2 separate regions of the Oryctolagus cuniculus genome follow, and region 1 is linked to region 2. Evidence: chromatin contacts called from public Micro-C data. All regions are on one chromosome and are shown on one strand. Each heading gives the region's core, a stretch centred on a gene start, on an enhancer-like site or on the middle of the called end of the contact. The rest is flanking DNA. Distances are from core to core; before and after follow the strand shown.

What was found. Hi-C and Micro-C count contacts between places; a contact is called where the count stands out from the background.
Region 1: a contact with region 2 is called in a Micro-C map of ear pinna, with 5 times the contacts expected there. The contact joins the promoter of PCF11 here to the enhancer-like site in region 2. A contact is called at or near these places in 2 of 6 Hi-C or Micro-C datasets (ear pinna and skin fibroblasts).

Annotation. Positions count from the first base shown.
Region 1 is chr1:74,159,838-74,162,763 of mOryCun1.1, reverse strand. PCF11 (PCF11 cleavage and polyadenylation factor subunit) reads right to left here and starts at 1,523. Exons shown (of 16, transcript XM_008263303.4): 1 at 1,019-1,523. The coding sequence starts at 1,210.
Region 2 is chr1:74,073,381-74,076,080 of mOryCun1.1, reverse strand. The region is part of intron 1 of RAB30 (RAB30, member RAS oncogene family); the gene reads left to right. Among named protein-coding and RNA genes, the nearest start is that of RAB30, 64 kb to the left of the region's middle. Within about 2 kb of position 1,375, at least 3 of the 8 cell types and tissues checked have an H3K27ac peak or open chromatin away from gene starts, as enhancers often do. A contact at or near this core is called in ear pinna, where this site is marked.

The DNA.
Region 1 (2,926 bases), core at 274-2,773, 87 kb before region 2:
AAATAACTTAAACGTAGTACTGGGACGCTATTAAAATTCATTATAACTAAATTTAACAGTAACTTTACTTAAATGACATATCGCTCCCACATTAATCCACAGAAGAGGAGGACTACAGGGAAATATAAGGTGGCAGAGGACCACTTCGACAAGGGGTGAAGAAAAGCACGCCTTCACTATCAGGGAAGGGAGAGAAGTAGAAAAGGAAGAGGAGGAGGGGCTGAACTTTTCTGAGAAACTGCAAGTACTTGTTACCCACTGGGCCAGTTCTCCACCTACAGGTTGGATAAGATCTCCTCCCCCACCCAAACCCCACCCTCAACCCAGTTTCCCGTATTTTGGGGCAAACTACACCCTCCAATAGGAGCATAAAGTTTTATCTAGCCGCCCCCACCCCAAAATGGGGCTGACGGGTGTGAGCAGCTGCCTGGCTGGCAGGGAATGGATTCTTCTCTCTTCCCTTTCGCATCATGTGCTTTTCAGGCGCCATGTTGGGCTCCTAACAGGCGGCTGCTCCACTCGGGGCCAATTCCCTCTTCCCACCCTTCAACAGCTCGCTCCCAGGTCCCCCTTCACCTCCTTCCAACCCACAGAACACAATCACCCAAAAGGGTATGGGGTGGGGGGAGAAATGCGAGAACCACTCCCCCACCTTCCCAGGGACTTAAAAAATGGCTTGTTTTAACTCTTCCCCCAAACCAGAAACTGCCTTTAAGTCTTCCCCCACCCCAAAGGGCTCTAGTCAAGCGTGTGTGTGTCCGGATATACAATGCGGTGGCCTAAATAGGGAGTTGGTGAGCGGAAGTGGGGCTCCACCCTTTATCCTCCCCGCTCCCTCCCCGCAAGAGGCCCACGCTCGAAACCCGGGCCAAAGACCGAGCCTGAGTTGGAAAGGGGGGTGGGGGGGTTGGAGAGGAGGAACACCGTCCCCCTTCGGATGGAAGCGAGACCTGGGATGAGGCTGACACTAAAATCAGGGAGTATTAGAAGAATAGGAGGCTGCGGGGTGTATAAAAACCTTGGCGGTTTGGGCCTCGATGAGAGAGACGATCTCCTTGGCGAAGGGCAGGTTCTCCTCGGCTAGAATGGTCAGCATATTGATGTGCGGTTTGCTATTGAAGGTCAGGTCTTCGAGCGATGACTGATAATCCCGACAGGCGTCCTCCCGGGCCCCTGCAGCACCGGCCTCGGCCGGCGTCTGCTCTGACATTGCGCCGGGCCCCCCTCCGAGGTCCGCCGCAGCTGAAGCTGAAGCCGCACTCGACACCCCGCCTCCCTTCCGACTCCTCTTCCTCTCCCCGGGTCTCTCGCGGCTCCGGCTTCACCACATGCTGACCGCGGAGGGGGGTTGGGGGACGACACAGGGGGAACCTCGGGAATGAAACGCCGCCGTCTCACGGGTGATCTGCGTCCACTTCCAGCCGCCAAAGAAGCTTCTTTCTCCAGACACAAAATGGCGGCGGCAGCGGCAGCTCCAGCTCCGAAAATGTCTGTGTTCCCAACCGCTGCGTCGTGCGAAATGAGCTAGGGGAGGGGAAATGTGCGGTAGAAGGGCGGGGCCGTTGAAAAAACCTTGCGTGATTGGCTCGTCGGGGAACGTCACAAGCCCCGCCCTCGGCCCTTCCGCAGGACGTCCTGGCACCTCCTTCTTCTCGGGCCCCAACCCGGGCTTTCGCAACACCTACGGTTCAGAGGTGCGGTGGAAAAGACGGCCCTTCTCATTGGCTGATTCATAAAGGACTGTTCGGTCATTTGTTTCCATAACAACCTCTTCTGGGAAGCCAATAGGCCTGGGGAAAGCTGTCCCCGAGGCCCAACCCAACCAGTTTAAGGCGGAAGCTCAATCGTCCCCTTTTTGTCCCTCCCTCTGCAGTCCCCCAGCCACTGAGCGGCTCCGTCAATCATCCTCCCTCCCGCCCGGCTGACGGCCGCGACCGTGGGTGGGGGCTTTGGGAGCGGAGGCGCTCGGAGCCTGCCCTTCCCTCCTCTCCCAGATCTCAGGTGCTCCCGAGAGCCTGGGCGGGTCCCGCTACCGAGGCTGGCTGTGCCTCCGGGAACGAAGACGGGGAGGGAGGTGCGGCGTGTACCCGGCACCGCGGGACGGGTCGCTAGAAAGTCGGCTCCAGCGCGCCGCTTCCCACGCAGACGGGCACCTAGGCTGACTTGCGAGAGATGAGTCCTTAAGAAAACGCGCTTGTGCAGAGGTTCTGTGCGAAGGGCTTTTCCCCGGGGGCTTGAAGCAGCTCTTTAGGGAGCCCGCTCATCCCCAGAAAGGGTTTCTCGCAGCAGCCACACCCAGCCCCGAGCATAAGCGCTCCCCTCTGAATCGCCCGCACTTCAGAACAGCTTCGGGGCACATGGAGGGAAAACACGTCAATGTGTATACTTTGTAAGCTGCTTTGCCTAGGCTTCGTGGCGGGGAAAGGATGCTCTTAAAATACAAAAAAAAAAAAAATTTTTCAGGTACTTCTGTCGAATTCGTTGTGTAGGGATAGCGTAAATAAAGGCTTTAAAAAGTACTAGTTACCTAAAATGTGCTTTACTGTGGCCAGCAGGCGCTCCAGAGGTAATTTCATGTACCCCCAAAGGAAATGGCTTGAGGGGCCGGCGTTGTGGCACAGCAGGTTAAGCCTCCTGTGATGCCAGCATCCCTTACCGGAGGGCACAGGCTCGAGGCCCTGCGGTCCCACTTAGTGCTCCAGCTCCCTGCTAATGCACCTGGGAAAAGCAAAATCCTTGGGCTCCTGCTACCCACGTGGGAGACCCAGAAGAGGCTTCTGGCTCCTGGCACAGCCCCAAGCTTTGTGGCCCTTTGGGGAGTGAAACAGCGAAGATCTCTTTGTCTCTTTGATAACTCTGCCTTTCAAAGAAATCAAGAAATAGCTCTTGAAAAAAGCAACTCTATTTACCCCATAGAAAGTAATAT
Region 2 (2,700 bases), core at 126-2,625:
AAGTTAGGATCTAATATCTACTGAGCAGCTACTGTCTCGGATACTGTGTTATGCCTGTTGTATTCATAATTTTGTTTTGTCCTCTCCATAGTTCATAAGGTGGATGGCCTTATCCTTGCTTTACATATATAGAAACTTCAGAGACTCAAAGCAGTTATGACCTACTTAAGGTCATAGATAATAAGAGACGAAGAAGTTGTTCTAGTTGTTCAAGGCCAGGTTTGTTGAAATCAAGGTTTTTGCCACTTCTACCACATACTCCTTCAGGATCCTTCTGGAGGAACTGTACCAAAGTAGGAGCTTCCCTTTTGTCTGCGGAGCCAGGAAAGTAACGATGGTAGGAACACCAGTTCCCAGGGATAAATGGCTTTTACCAAAACACTAATATTTTTTTCTCTTAGGTAGTGTGGAAGTGTTGATCTTGGCAATCTGTCTCTTAGAAGTAGCTCATGGAGGGCCAGTGCTGCGGCTCAATAGGCTAATCCTCCGCCTGCAGCACCGGCATCCCAGGTTCTAGTACTGGTTGGGGTGCTGGATTCTGTCCTGGTTGCTCCTCTTCCAGTCCAGCTCTCTGCTGTGGCCCGGGAAGGCAGTGGAGGATGGCCCAAGCACTTGGGCCCTGCACCCACATGGGAGACCAGGAGAAGCACCTGGCTCCTGGCTTCAGATCAGCGCAGTACGCCAGCCGCAGCGGCCATTGTGGGGGTGAACCAACAGAAAAAGGAAGACCTTTCTCTCTGTTTCTTTCTCTCTCACTGTCCTCTCTGCCTGTCAAAAAAAAAAAAAAAAAAAAAAGCTCATGGCAATCATCTGGGAGTGTAGCACAGCAGATTAAATCACTTCCTGCAGTGCTGGCATCCCATATGGGTGCTGGTTCAAGTACTGGCTTGCTCCACTTCCAATTTAGCTCCCTGCTAATGCACCTGGGAAGATAGCAGAAGATGGCCCACGCCCTTGGGCCCCTGCCATCCATGTGGGGGACCTGGAGGAGGCTCTGGCTCCTGGCTCCTGACTTTGGCCTGGTCCTGTCCAGGCTGTTGTGACCATCTAGGGAGTGAACCAGTGGATGGAAGATCTGTCTCTCTCTGTTTCTCCCTTTGATATAAATAAACAAATCTTTAAAACAAAAAAGAAATCATCTTGGAGATTTGCTGACTGAGGACTGAAACCAGCTAGGTTTATGTAGTTCATCCCCTCTCCCTCCCCAGCAAGGGATAACTCTAGTGCTACAGATTCTGTCTTTATGCCCCTGAGAGACCTTGACATCTCATTCTCAGAGGCCTACTGTGAGATTCTGGCAGTCTTAGCATGACTAATTCTCTGCCTCAGACTCCTCCCTCTTGCTCCCAAGGTCCCTTATAGGCATGGTGTCTTCTCAGGAACTGTTTTCCCAGCTGGCCTTGGAAGCAGGCCAGGCATCTATCCCAAGCCCTTTAACCCCCCAGAAAGTTCTCACACATGCCTTTGACCTGAACTAACTTCCAACATAAGTTGATGAACAATGAAAGTGGGGAAAATCCCCTCCAGTCAGTCTGTTTCTCTGCCCTGCTGTTTCATAATTTGGGCTACTGTGAAATGGATAGAGGATCTGAAGTCAGTAGATTGGAGCTCAAGTCTTGGCTCAAGTCACAAATCCTGACCTGTCTGAGCCTGTTTTCTTAGCTGTAGTTGCAGGACTGATGACAACTTCATCTTCATACTGTTGTTCTGAGAGTCAAATAACTCAATGTACAGGGCAAAACACGGATTTATTACAAGCCTGTGGAATGTCAGTGCTTGTTGTTAATAGACCAAATTTGGCTCCATGAGAAACAGTTCTGGAAACTGAGCAGGATGCCTGTTCTATCATCACTGGCCCCAGTTCCTGGCAAACGTGATCATTACCCGAAGAGGCATTTGTGGCGTCATCCTCCTGTTTATTTTTGTAACCTTCTCATTTATAGCCTTGTAATTGCTACCAGAAGCTTTGGTGATTCTTGACTATTTATCTCTGAAAACTCTGGTCAGACTTGTCTACTCATACCCAGCATTATTTACTCCAGAATAATTAATTGAATTCCTGGAGCTACATGTTGATGCATTTCCTAATAAGTGATAGGTCAGCAGAGATGGCTATGTGTGCTAAATGAGCCTTGTCTTACTTTCTAGAATTCTGGATGGTTGAGAACTCCTGAAGATATCTTAGTAGTTAGTCAGCCTAAGGCATGGCTATGGCAGCTTCATACACATTTCTGGGAATGAAATGAAAATGGAGAAGAGAGTATCTTACTGTAAGTGGTTTATAAGTTTAAAGCTAGAAGCTATTGGAAACTAAAAAGATTCTTTTGTATATTGTCATCAGTTTGTTGAAATTATTGCTCTGTTCTGAGAAATTTTTAGGTGTTCCCTAACACTTGGAGAATGTTGCTTACTCCCATATTTTCATTGCTTAATGTGATTGATATTCATTCTTCCTGGCTGTGGTTGTCAGAGCTCTTTAAGTTATAAATGCAAGAAACTCAAATGTAACTTGGGTGAAGAAGGAATTTGTAGGAAGGATACCAAGGAATTTTACATGAACATGAAAAGAACCAGCTGGCATCAGGACTACCTGGAATCAGGAGGTATTAGGGCAAGTAATTGCCTGAAAAGCCCCCAGATTTCAGTAGCTTAACACAAAGTTTATTTTTTGTTCATCTAGGGGTTCAACATGGTTGTTCC